2 separate regions of the Mus musculus genome follow, and region 2 is linked to region 1. The links are chromatin contacts, called in public HiChIP or PLAC-seq maps. All regions are on one chromosome and are shown on one strand. Each heading gives the region's core, a stretch centred on a gene start, on an enhancer-like site or on the middle of the called end of the contact. The rest is flanking DNA. Distances are from core to core; before and after follow the strand shown. Region 1 has its middle 9.6 kb from the start of Cdc42ep1. Region 2 overlaps Triobp (TRIO and F-actin binding protein).

Region 1 (6,660 bases), core at 2,051-4,550:
TTTCCTTGAGTTTTCTTTGTTTCATTTTTTTAATTAGCTATTTTTTAAATTTTTAAAAAAAGATTTATTTATTTACTATGTATTCAGTGTCCTGCCTGCATGTATGCCTGCACACCAGAAGAGGGCACCAGATCCCATTGCAGATGGTTGTGAGCCACCATGTGAGTACTGGGACTTGAACTCAGGGCCTCTGAAAGAGTAGCCACCGTACTTAACATCTTTCTGGCCCTGGTTTTTTTTGTTTTGTTTTGTTTTGTTTTTTGGGGTTTTTTTTTTGTCTTGTTTTTGTTTTGTTTTTTGTTTTTTTGTTTTTTTGGTGGGTTTTGTTTTGTTTTGTTCTTTTTGAGACAGGGTTTCTTTTGTATCCTTGACTTTCTTGAACTCACTGTGTAGCCAGGGAGCCCTCGAATTCACAGAAATGATTCACCTACCACTACCACTGAGTGCTGGGGCTAAAGGCAACAACCACCACCACCGTCCATCTTACAACACACGTTCCTACAATCTCAGAGCTGGGGAGATGAAGGTACCAGGATTCCTACTCTAGCCAATCAGTGGGCTCCAGGCTCACTGAGAGACCCCGTCTCAAAATATAAGGTAGATGTGGGATGTAGTAATGTCCACCTTCAATTCACTGCTAAGGAGGCAGAGGCAGAGGCAGGTGGATCTCAGATCTCAGTAAGTTCAAGGCCAGCCTAGTCAGCACAGAGGGGTCCTATTGGGGGGGGGGGGAAGCAACTAAGGAAGGCATTCAGTGTTGGCCTCTATGCTTATGGGTTCAAGTGTATGAACCTGTGCACACACAATAAATACTCACATAAGTAAATATATAGCTAAAATAGGATACTTAAAAGAATAATCTCTGGCCGGGCGTGGTAGCACACCCTTTAATCCCAGCACTTGGGAGGCAGAGGCAGGTGGATTTCTGAGTTCGAGGCCAGCCTGGTCTACAAAGTGAGTTCCAGGACAGCCAGGACTATACAGAGAAACCCTGTCTCAAAACAAAACAAAAAAAAAAAAACAAACAAACAAAAAAAAAGAATAATTTCACAAGTAGATACATCAGAAGAGGTCCTTGCTGTCATCAGAGGAGAATGTGTCCTATGCCTGTCAGACAGCACTATCTTATGGCCTCTGCCTGTCCCCAGCCTGTCCATCAGAGGTGGGGAAAAGGACGTTGGGGGGTTAGGGGGTGTTTCTGGAGGTTCCTTGGCTCAGTAAGCCTGGGAGCCCTCCGCTTCCCCTGGTTAATCACCTCCCACCCACCTGTTGCAGTCTTTGGACCAGAACCAACTTTCCCTCCCTTAACACTACTCATAAACTAGAACAAACTAAGACTGCAGCGCAAGCTCCAGGCAAGCCATGCTAAACGGTTGGTTAATTGGCCTTGGAGGTAATTACTTTCGGCTCCATCTTACTGGGGGAAAGACTCAAGCCAGGAAGGCTAATGACTTGGCCAGAGTCACACAGCTGGCTGGCCTGTGGGCAGAGCCAGAAGTCCCTTCAGCCACAGCACAACCTTTACAAACAGTCCCGGCACGTGGACCAAGCTCTTGGCCATAGCTGGCATAGGGAGGCTGCAGTTCCTCTCAGGGCAAGTCCCAGGTTAAAGGCCCCTCTGTTGCCACCAAACAACCACCGGCATGCACTACCACCACCACCAACAAATCCCTGACCTTTTTCTTTATCAGGCTCCGCACTGCATTCCTGAGGGGCCAAAGAGGGCATTCTACAGCACTGGAAGCCCCAAGGTAGAGGACTTCAACCCCTGCACCATCCCCCTCCCCCACCTTTTTCCTTCTCCTGAGCCTGTGCAACCCCCATCACACTGCTAAATTTCTCTAGAAATGTCATTCCCTTTGGCCAGGCTGTGGCGCCATCTCAGGAATGTGTGGTGAGAAGTTGCTGTCTCTTGTGAGAAGCCCTCTGTGATTGCCTCCTGCTACTGTAACCCACTCCTTCCAACATGATGGCTTCAAAGGCCTGCAAAGGTGTGCTCTAAGGGCTGGTCTCTGGGTACTCTGAGCTAGGGGACGGTGGAAAGGAACTGAAATAAACGGGAGGGGGATGTGGGGGAGCACTGACTTTTTTTCCCAGTTAGGTGAGGCATAGTGACAGCAAATCTTGGGCGGTGACAGCTGCTCTTTTCTCACCAGGTCATGAACCCTCGGGCCCTGGATCAATACCTGTTGGGTAACCGCAGGGAGAGCTGACTGGGACAACCTGCAGGGGAGGTGGACGAATTGTTCACGCTATGAAGTGTATCTGGCTGCTGTGGTCCAGCCATTCCTGGGCCATAGAAAGCTTATCCTGCTGTGAGGATGAGTATGGAAGCCTTGAAGAAGGTGAGGCAGTCTGAGCTAGCCAGGAACTGGCCTTCAGCCACCCTGGGAATGAAAGTACTGGTTCCCAACTCCTGGGGACATAGAGCTGGCCCAGCCTCACCTGACTCTGTAGCCTCTGAAGGCAGAAAGTATCCATCCTTCTTCCTGGTTCTCTCAGCTGGCCCGTAAAGAACTGTGAGGGAGAATACTTGGAGAGCCCTACCTACCAGCCTGGGGCCCCAGATGTTACCCCAGATGTTACCTCCGATGCTTTCCCACTCAACCCCTCCAGCCGGCCACCGTTCCAAAGGCTCCTCACTTCCCTACTATACGGGGGTACGGGAGTATGGTCCGAGCCCAGCTGGCTGATGTGCTGGAGGCCCCTCCCTGGCAGTCAGAGCGGAGGGGCTCCCCCCAGGCCTGTCTTAAGCACCACCCCTGAAGGTCCTTGGGAGTCTTGTAAACAGGAAGCACCCCCCCCCCAGACAGCTCCATGCTGCATGGACACTGGGCTCTGAAGGCCCCGGACTCTTGACCTCTTCGGCTCTGTTTCCTGTCCGCTGGGCTAGAGGAGAGAGGGAGACTGAAATGGTCTGGGGGGGGGGGCATGCGGGGGAGGGTGACAGCTGAGGAGAGCCAGACCCCGAAAGATCCAGAGCAGCCCTGCACGTAGTAGGTATTCAGTAGAGCTTGGTAAGGAGCCCAGAGCCTGCCCCCACATTTCCCCATAGAAGAGCAATACCACTGTAGAGGGGGACTCTGGGCCACCCTGGCCTGGCAGCCCTGGTGGCCAGTCCCAAGGCTCAGCATCCCCCCATTGTCCCCGTCTGGCCCCGCCCCAGCTCCGGCAGCCTGAGCCAGGCCACCGTCTCAAGGCCCTTTATTTTTAAAATCCCTGTGGTGTTAGTGCCTGAGCCGAAGGAGCAATGCCAGCCACAGCGAGCCTGTGGCCTGGGCTTGGGCCCAGAGGCGCCGGGCGGGGCATCCGGCCACCCTGCAGCTGCTGGGCAATTCTGGGAGGACTTCGAGGCCAGCTGGCCGGCTGGGCTGCCGAGGAAGCCCTGGAATGCCCAGGCTGCAGGCCCGAGGCACTAGCGCTTGTCCTTCGTGGAGGAACTGGGGCCCACCAGGGTGGTAACTGGGCTATGCATCGAACCCAGTGGCACACTCTGTTGCAGTATGAGTTACTGTCTCTCCATATCCAACCCAACAAACTGGGACCCTGCATCTACTGAGAGAAGAAAGGGGGCACATGTCAGTCGTGTGGGGGAGACAGCACTCACACATACCCTCTTTTCCGGGGAGCAGAGGGGCCTACAGAGGAGATGGCTTTTTGGTGGTGGTGGTGGTGGTGGTGGTGGTGGTACAGTTCTAGAAGGATAGTCTGACTAGGATCCAAGAAGTCCAGCCCGGCCCCAGCTCCATCTTTCCCCATCTGTTTGGTGTTGGGGAAATCACTGAACCTCTGCAAGAACAAGATAGTCACAGACCCTTCCCTCATGGGGCTGGAGGGAGATGGTGTAGTTTACTAAGGACAGAGCAAGGCATAAGTGAGAGGTGGCTGGTGGGTCATGGAGGGAGGTCACTTGAGCTCCAGTGTCTCACAGGGTTCTGAGTGAGCTGATGGCCTTCCTGGTGTTGGCAAGGAGCAATGTAAGCAGGAAGAATGAATGGCAGTGCAAAGGCCCTGAGACAGAAAGATATGGGCGTGGCCTAAGCTGAGGAGGCGGAGCAAAGGCCCTGAGCCAGAAGAACATGGGTGTGGCCTAAGCTGAGGAGGCGGAGCAAAGGTCCTGAGAAGAAGGGCATGGGTATGGCCTAAACTGAGGAGGTAGAAGGAGCTGTTGTTATGGTTGAAGAGAAGCCTGAGCAGGCTGAGTGTCACACAGACCCATGTACACTCTCTGGGCTACCCCTGTGTCCCTTCTTTTGCTGGCCAGATGGCCAGTGTGTGGTGATCCCATGATCTGCCCAGGGGGCTCACTCTGACCCAACTTGTTCATGCCTTTGATCCTCCCTGAAGTGAGTGAGGTAGGGAGCTTATTACCACGTGCTCATTTGCTAAGTGGGGAAACTGAGGCAGGAGGGGCCAAACAGTGATGGTGGCCTAACCAGATCTACTCTCTTCATTGCCAAGCTCAGCCTCAGTCTTGGGAGCAACCAGCCCCTGACTAATCCATCCAGGCCAGGCCAGCCCACTCACTCTGTGATAGCCCCTCAGGTACCTAGCCTTGGCTTCCCTGAAAAGCATTTCCCGCCTCGTCCCACCCTTCACCCCAGCATCTCCTCTCCTCTCCAGCACACAGGCTCCACCAGGATGTACCAGCCACTTCCCCCACCCTAGTCTCCAGCAGGCAAAGAATGTGGCCTGAGCCTCCCCCGGGGGCTCCTCTGGTCAGCAAGCCTTGGCAGGAGACCTCGCTGAGTCAACACAAGGCTGTGGCTGCAGTTCACACTGCCCACCAGGGCTGCATTAGAGACCCAGGAGGAAGAACTGCCTGCTCCCACCCTCCCTCCCCTTAAGAGTCCCCAACCCCCCCCCCCACCCCCACCCGCCCTGGGCTCAAGCCAAAGCGCTTAACCCCTCCAGGGCCTGCTGATAACCAACTCCATTCCCAGCAGAGCCTTGCTGTGGGACCTCAGGCAAGTCACAGCAACTCTTCTGGGCTGTTCTCCTCACCGGTGAGAGAGACATCCTCCTCAGGTCCTTATGACCTTACAAAGGGTTCTCTACATATAAAATAGAAGCTGCGCGTCCCCCTCTGACAGATGGGAGTGTAAATTCCTGAGTTCAAAGGCAATGGCTTTGCTCCCTTGCCCTCTCCTGACCTGGTGCTTAATGAGTCTGTTGTGATGTGACATGAAGTCCATGACAGAACTGTAAGCCAGCCAGGGAGAGGGGTTGCGGGGGGTGGGGGGAGCTGTGATTCCTATGATGCACACCCCCAGCCTGTGTTTGTAAAACAGCTTCCTCAGGTTGCCACTTTGATGGTATGCATTACTCTTCCCATTTTACAGACAGATAAACTGAGGCAAGGGAGGGTGAGAAGCTTGCCCAAGAATCCCAGTTGGGACTAGCTGGAGCCAGGCCTTCTAACACTTGACAGGGGGAACTTTAGGGCCCTTTCTCTGTGTGTGGCAGCTGAGGTGGGAGGGAGGGACAATGAGCAGAAGACAGAGGGGTGGGGCTGAATTCTGCTGTTGCAGGGAGACATCTTGCCTGGTGGAGTTGCCCTCTCAGATAAGCGGTGAGCTCCCTGCCACTCAAAGGATGTGTGACAGCGGGACTGTCAGACACACTCAGTGTTGCAGGAGGATGTGGCTAACACATGTGGGAGTCTTTCTGACACTTGAGGATTAGAGAGAGCAGCAGTGAGCTTGGAGCTTTTCATGTGCTGTGAGAGGCCACAGACCAATTTCCCAGGGCGATGTCCACACTGCCCAGTTATGTGAAGCCGCGGAGGAAGTGGCCCCATCCCCTTGGCCCTGTGTCCTCGCTGGACAATGGGCCGTGAGGATGGGAAAGAAAGAATTCAGCCAGCCTGCCAGGCAGCGCCATGCAGCAGGGTCCGGCTGGGCCTCTGACCATCTTCCTCTCATCCCCAGCCTAGCCATCTGAGCAGGAAGCTAGGAGCCAGCAAGCCTGGTGGGGGTGGGGGACGAGGACAGGGGTGTCACTGGCTGAACTGGGGGCTGTGCCAGGTGTGCTGCTGAGTTCTGGCCCTGAACCTGTCAGTCCCCTGGGCAACAGCCCACAGGGAGGGTGAGGAAGGAGAAGCCTGCTGCACACTTGCTCATCTTGGGGCCAGGCTGGGGTGGCAGGGGGGCGGTCAGGGGGCCTGGGGGGGCAGTGATGGTGATGATTCTGGCCCAAGCCTGGCCCACAGCCCAAGGGCCTATCTCTCCAGCCAGGCTGGACCATGGAGAATAGGCTATTGTTTGTTCTACTCTTAACGTGTTTCCTGTCCCCCCCAGCCCCTCCCCTCTCACCCACCCCCCTCAAGTGAAGAACAAAGGTCTCCTGGATGTGGACCCCTCCCCACCCTTCCATCCTGGGCCTGGCCAGCTTGGAAGAATTCAGTCCCATCACCCAGGGGACAATGGGTCACCTGGGCCTGACCCTTTCTGATGTCCTCGCCACCATCTGCAACTGCAAGTGCCTCAGCACCCCACCCCCCATGTCCCCATGTCCATCCATCTATCTGTCCTCCTCAGGGTGGGGCCAAGGAACCAGCCCCACATCCTTCCTGTGCTCCCCACCCCCACACACCGCCCAGTGTCTTGCTCTCCTGGAGACAAGAGTGGCAATGAGGTGGGGGAGGTCTTTCCCCACCTC
Region 2 (6,660 bases), core at 2,616-5,115, 130 kb after region 1:
GCTCTCCATCAGGATTTGTACTTGTGATAGACAAGTGTCACATCATGTAATTCTCCTCATGTCCCCTAGGGGGTGGCTGTGGTTATCAGGACAATTTTATAGATGAAGTAATTGAGGACAAGTCACCTCCCCAAGGTCTTGATCACACCTCTGCCTCCTTCCCATAGATAAGAAGGCCCAGAGAGGGGATGCCACCAAGTGAGATCACCCAGATGGGGTAGGACCTGGGTCTGTCTATAGCCAGAGACGGTGGCGCTGACTAGGCAGGAAATCAGAGCTGTGGACTGACAGACAACTGGACATGTTCTTGTGAATGGGGGAGGGGTGGAGACTAAGGATGAAAGCAAGACCCAGGTGCCATGTCAGCCACCCCCCACCCCCCACCCCTCACCCCCAGGTTCATGCTGGGTGGAGCCTTGGGAAGTGCACAAGTTAGGAGCAAGTCTACTCTCTGCTGTCCTTCATGCTGTGCTGTCCCCTGGGTGGCCAAGGCGCCAGGCCGGGCTGTAGATCTGACACCTCCTGCTGCCTGGCTCTGATCAGATTCTGGCTGTGGGGCAGGTGTGAAACTGAATGCTGGAGGAGGGTTGTTCTTTGGCCTGGATATAGCTGCCGACCCTAGCCCTTCCTTAGCGCAGGCTGGCCTTGCTCATGGTGACTTTCTTGAATCCTAGAGCACTGCTGCCCACCCAGGGCACTGCCTGGGCTACAGCCTCTGCCCCAGTCGCCAGACTCCAGGGTCCCCAGGGAGACTCCCACCAGGCCTGCTCTCAGGTGAGCCGACCGGATCGGATCGGGTTCCTTCGGTTTCATGTCCCGCATTGTTCTTGGCTGGGCCCTGGCTTATGAAACAGTAATGAGGGGCCCTGCTCCCGAGGCTGGCCCCTCTAAGGTTTCTGCTGCCTGGAACACTGCAGCCACCGCGGCCCAGAGTCGGGGCCTGGGAGGGTGGCAGCGTGGGGGCCTGAGTTGGAGCCCCCCGGGAAAGAGGGTGCTGACAGCCGCCAGCTGCCACTGCCGGAGCCCGCTGCCCAGGTAACCTGAGAGGAGGCGGGGCACAAGGTGCCATGGCCTTGTCTCCCACCACCAGGGGAGGGCCCTGCCGTTCTGGGAGGTGGAGGAAATAGGGGGGCCTTCTTGGAGGGGAGCAGCCATTCCTCTTGGCTGAGACCAGTACCAGTCTTTCCAGGCGGGGTCCTGCTGTTAGCAGTGCCAAGGGCTTGTGACCCTCTGTTTTTGACTTTGCCTCTCCTGTAGAGGAAGAGAGCCCTTCATTTCTTCTGGATCTCCCTAGCCCCTCTACCTTCAGACTTCCTCAGGCCAATCCCCTCTTTCCCTCTTGTCTTCTGGATGCAAGAGTGTCCTGGGGCCTCTAAGTTCCAGTTCTCAGGAATGCACACATAGATATTCGTCTACATGATCTTGCATACATATATGCATTAGTGTAGCTGACAGATCTGCACACATGCAATTGGGCACATATCACTCAACTATGACGTATGCATGGGTGCCCCAAACAACAGGTATTTATAAACAGATGTACCTGTTCCTAGACCTGTGCATGTATGTGTACATATATGTATATGTACTCCACTTGCTTGCTTGCCCACTTGCTCTGACCTGGGTCCCCAGGGCACCTCCAGCTGATGGGATGGTAGGTCTCCTTGAGCAGGGAGATCCCAGGAGGTGACTTCTGGAGACATCCGCCAGTCTGAGCTGGGAGGGGCTGTCTGGGTGAGGGGGAGGGGGAGTCCCACGTGGGACTGAGCTGTCTCCTCTCTCCAACTCGGGCCCAGGAGCCTCACAGCCCTTCCAGTGCTGAGGCACCCTACTGCGACCTGCCTCGCTGCCCACCGGCCCTGCAGAACCCACTCCGCACCACCACCTGTGTCGGCCAGTCTGTGCACAGCCTTGGTCTCGGCCTTGGGCAGGAGCCTCAGAGGTGGGTAGAGCCCCAGGCTTCAGGAATGGGCTCCCAGGGTGGGTTTGGGGGGAGGAATGCCCACCCATCCCCCACTGTGCATCTCTTCTTGATGACAGTGTCCATCTACAGGAGCTGGCATGGTTCACGTGGTCAGCCCACAAAGGGCTTTAGACATGATTCCTGGGGTCCCTGGAAAGCTCACACTGATCTGTTCCTGTTTTACTTGGGTCTCTGACCCTGGCCCTGGCTGTCTTTTTTGGTGGTTCTGCCCATCCCATAATTCCATGGGGTAGGAAATAGCTATGTACTTCTCCTGGTCCTTGTATATGGCTTTAAATGATTGAAGGTGCCGGGTGCAGTGGTAGATGGACATAATGCCAGCACTCAGAGGTGAGAGGATTTGGAGCTCAAGGCTAGCTTGGGTTACATAGCTAGACTCTGTCTCTGTTTGCCTCCCAAAAGGCTGAATGGTCCTCTTAGCAAGGGCACCTCTTATCACCCCTGCTTGACTGGGTCCTCCAGGCCTAAACTAGCCCCAGGTTCCCTACTGGGATCATGAGACTTTGAGAGGCCATGGCTCGAGGGTCCAGAGAGCTGGATCCTGCCTTCACATCTGCTGTGATGGGCTGCGGGACCTTTGGTCTGAGATTGCATCTCTTTATGCCTTACTTTTCCTGTTTGTAAAATAAGAGGGGCTGAGACTTTAGCTCAATGTCAGGCGGGTTTGATTTCCCATACATCGGATATAAAACTTAAAAAGAAGAGAGACCATACCAAATCCTCATGTGTGACAGCAAGCCTCCACCTCAGGTGGGCATTATTTTAAGAGAAAAGGGTGGCTCTGGCAGTCGATGTATTTTAGGAAATCTGGGAACACATTCATTAGTAGAATCTTTGATGGGGGACTTGTCAGAGCATTTGATTTGCAACCCCGTGTCGTGTGGTTTAGGCGTGAGGGTCACACATGAATGTGCGTAGAATGTTCCCTTCTTCCCTTATGGGTAGACCCCCTTTACCGTGTTCTCGCTCCTGCCTGTTTTATATTTTGGATTGGGGGCTTAGCCTTCAACAGCGGAGCCACCTCTCCAGCCCTCCTTACTAGTTTATAGGCCTGAGTGTGGGTCACTTTGGGAATACCGTGAGCCGCAAGCCTCTTCAGCCAGGGTCACAGGACTTTGTAAGGCGCACTTATTTCCACAGCGCCTGCCCACAGAGCTTGCTTCACCTCACGCTGCTTAACTGCCTTCACCTGGGAGCTAAGCTTGGTGTACCCACGGCTGCCCAGTCCCATGGGAGGGTGCGACGATGGGTCTAGGAGGTGGCTGATATACAGCCCAGCCCAGACACCCTCAGCACTGACCTTCTGTTCAGCAGGTGCAGCATAGTTCCCACCCTGGCTCGGTGTGAACACGCCCACATGTAGTACCCGGGTGGGCGGGGCTCAGTCCTTGACTCTGTTACCTTTTGAAGGGAAAGTCATTGATCTCTCTCCTCTTCCAGGGTCTGGTCCCCAACAACAGCTCTCCCTGCAGAGGGCCCTGCAGCTGCCCCAAAGAACAGACACCAGGACTCCGAGGGGATACCCTATCTGGAGGGCCTGGCCCGTAGCAGCTGCACTGACGACAACGACAACAAGGACGAAGACGAGGACCCTAACTCCAACACCAGCTCCAGCCAAGACAGCAATACCCCTCATGATACCAGCAATTCCTCTTCTGTGGTGAGCTGAGGGCAGGCATCTGGGGACAAGAACAGGGTCACCTGCTGTCCTCAGCCCTGGTGACAGGAGGAGCTTGAGGAAGGCTGAGCTTTTCACAGCAGAAACACTAGGCTAAGCTTAGCCATTGCTTTCCCTGCTGGGAGGGCAGGGCTGCTGGGCTGGCTCAGGGAGGAGGTGGGCGTGGGGCTCAGTGCATAGGGACTTTGGTTGAGTCACCAGCTGGCTCAGGTCTCAGGACTGAGAAGTAGGCGTGGTGTCCAGGGCAAGCACGAGACTGGCCCCAGCTCTGCCCTGGCCATGTGTTTCTGAGTCCATAACCAGTCCTAGTGTCCACTTCCAAAGGTGGAGGGAAGGGACTGGGCTTCGGAGCTGGCAGGGGCTGGCAGGAGACAGGAGCCTAGGGGTTGACCCTTTGCCTGCACACTCAGATTCATCCCATGAGACATCCCCACCCCACCAAAAGGGAAACTACAGAAAAGCAACAGCCTAGCCTGTTCACACACGTGGCAGGTGCCACGCAAAGGTCTCAGTGGACCTGAGCCCAAGAAAGGTTCTCCAGCACCCTCTAAGCTAGAGACTGCTGTGGCCCTGTTTGGATCTGAGGCCCAGAGACTGGAAGCACTTCACCTGAGATCACACAGCTGGGAAGCGGTGTGCCTGGGATGTGAACCTATTTCTCCCATCTGTGTGACTTTGGTCCAGCTTTTGGCTTTAATGGCTGTGTTTCCTCAAGCCTGACCGATGATCCACTGTGGCTGAGAGCCTCACATAGGCAGCAGGTGCCCTTAGAATCCTGTTATTCTGCCCTTCGTGCTGGGAGAACAGACCCAGGGGCCCTCTTCTCCTCGCCAACAAACTCTTTTCTCTTTAGCAGGATTGGGACACTACTGAGAGACCAGGGGTGGTCCCCAGCAGGAACAGACTCACAGAGATGATCCCAAGGAGGCCTCAGGAGGGACTGAGAGCTGACAGTGCTCGAAAGGCCACCAGGTCCCCAGCCCGAGGAGACACAGCAGGCCAGAGGAAGGAGAGTGAGTCCTTCCTGGTCTCATTACCATGAAGTGGTGATGGCCAAGGGCCCCTGTCTTCCTTGGAGGGACCACGTTTTTTTAATTGATTTATTTTTATTTTATGTGCATTGGTGTTTAGGCTTCATGTACTGACAAGTGGTTGCTGGAATTGAACCCAGGTCCTCTGGAGAGCAACCAGTACTCTTAACAGCTGAGCCATCTCTCCAGCCTTGAGGGCTCAAATCTTTTGTTTGTTTGTTTGTTTGTTTCTTTCTTTCTTTCTTTCTTTCTTTCTTTCTTTCTTTCTTTCTTTCTTTTGTGAGACAAGATTTCTTTGTGTTGTCCTGTCTGTCCTGGAACTCGCTCTGTAGATCAGGCTGGCCTTGAACTCTCAGAGATCCTACCTGCCTCTGCCTCCTGAGTGCTGGGGTTAAAGGTGTGCGCCACCATTACCGCCCAGCCAAGGGCTTGACTCTTAATAATAGACATTCCTTTATGGTGTGCCATACTGATCTCTCTAGAAAGATTGGAGCCTCTAAGTTCTCAGAGTCTGAAGCAGGCTGAACACAAATGGAATACCTGCCATAAATAGAACGATCAGGTGGGACTTCAGGTATGGCCGGGCCCAAGTGTTCAGACAATACTGCTGAAGTGGCTCTGTTCTTTGCTAAACCCTTCTCCAAATGATAGCATGATGTCCACCAGACGGACCAATCTGTGTCCCCCAGAAAAAGGGCTTGTCTTTCTCGTGACTACAGTTAAAGTCTCGGGAAGAGCTTGCACAGGGACCACTGTGTGTCATTTCAATGACCAGGTCTGGCCTCCTGTACAAACAACCTCATGGCCTGAGCTAGGAGGAGGAAGAGTCCCCAGAGGCAGTTGGGGTGCTGTTCTGAGAGAGGGGAGTGGGGACCTCTGTTGTGCCAAGTCTATAGAGGTTGGCGAGGTTAGCCAGCATCTTGCTGGGATGTGAGCCCAGTGTGGTGGGCACCATATTCTGTCCCTGGTATCTTTCCTCAGTATGGTCAGGAGTTGGAGATAGGATGCCTGCTACCTCCCACCCCCTTTCCTGATGGCAGTCCTGGCTTTTCCTGGTCCCTGCAGAAGTCTCATTAATATATACGAATGAAGTTGGGGTCTTGATGCTCTGGGGTCTCATGGGGAGTTAGCATGGACGCTTGCCCTAGAAAGCTCACCATTCAGCAAAGCAAACCGACAGGAGCCAGCTGTAGAGACCCAGAGCAGAGCAAGAGAATACACAGGAATAAGGGAAGACATGGGTACAGGCCTAGCACAGGACAGCTGTGTACCTTGGCTATTTAGACCAAGGAGAGCAGGGCCGGGAGGCAGAACTCTGTGACCCATTGGCAGCTGCAGTTTAAATGTGGGTAGGGGCGCACAGTAGGGGTGGGCTATGCCGGGGCCTCCTCAGCCTTGCCAAGCAGTTGGGAGTCTCTTCTCTAAGCATGGTTTGGGCAGCATGCAATCAGAATGCAGTGAGACAGGAGGATTAGAAGACAGGTAAATTCGTGGCCGCCACCTAGTAACATCTGGTTCAGTCCAGAGCTGATGCTGATGCTGAATTCCAGGGTGAGAGGTTGCTTGGCAACCAGGATGTTTCAGGGTACTCACAATGTCCCCTCAGACCACACTTGACCTACAGGGAAGGATTCCCTGAGGCCAGGGATACTGCAGCAACCAAGAAGCCACTCAGTGTCAGACAAACTGCCCTCCCTGATGTGACTTCTGGGGACAGGGTCGCACACAGGACCTTGGTGTGTGGGGGTGCATGCCTGTGACCTGGTGCAAGTGAGCTTTGGACTATATGTAGCTGAGGCTGGTCCAGAATTCCTGATCCTCCTGTCTCCACCTCCTCCATGCTGGGATTACTGATGGGGCCCTACCCAGTCAGGCTTTGTTTTGTGGCTCTTGAAAGTGGGTGGTACCCTCTCGGTGACCTACTTAGCCAGAATCTGTGGCCACTGTCCACCTGGTGGCCACTTGCT

What was found. HiChIP or PLAC-seq counts read pairs in DNA pulled down with a chosen protein or histone mark.
Region 2: a FOXA1 HiChIP or PLAC-seq map of pancreatic cancer cells shows a contact between it and region 1. The contact joins two enhancer-like sites. A contact is called at or near these places in 1 of 39 promoter capture datasets (trophoblast stem cells), 1 of 15 datasets of contacts at CTCF or cohesin (embryonic stem cells), 6 of 484 Hi-C or Micro-C datasets (the G1E-ER4 cell line, embryonic stem cells, myocytes and 2 more), 2 of 115 datasets of contacts at active chromatin or transcription factors (extraembryonic endoderm stem cells and pancreatic cancer cells) and 2 of 9 other capture datasets (adipose tissue and liver).

What each region holds. Positions count from the first base shown.
Region 1 is chr15:78,829,706-78,836,365 of GRCm38.p6, forward strand. No RefSeq gene overlaps it. Among named protein-coding and RNA genes, the nearest start is that of Cdc42ep1, 9.6 kb to the right of the region's middle. Within about 2 kb of position 3,301, at least 164 of the 459 cell types and tissues checked have an H3K27ac peak or open chromatin away from gene starts, as enhancers often do. A contact at or near this core is called in adipose tissue, myocytes and pancreatic cancer cells, where this site is marked.
Region 2 is chr15:78,956,431-78,963,090 of GRCm38.p6, forward strand. Triobp (TRIO and F-actin binding protein) reads left to right here. Exons shown (of 25, transcript NM_001039156.1): 4 at 675-774; 5 at 1,797-1,942; 6 at 3,425-3,644; 7 at 4,519-4,675. Among named protein-coding and RNA genes, the nearest start is that of Triobp, 12 kb to the left of the region's middle. Within about 2 kb of position 3,866, at least 50 of the 459 cell types and tissues checked have an H3K27ac peak or open chromatin away from gene starts, as enhancers often do. A contact at or near this core is called in adipose tissue, myocytes and pancreatic cancer cells, where this site is marked.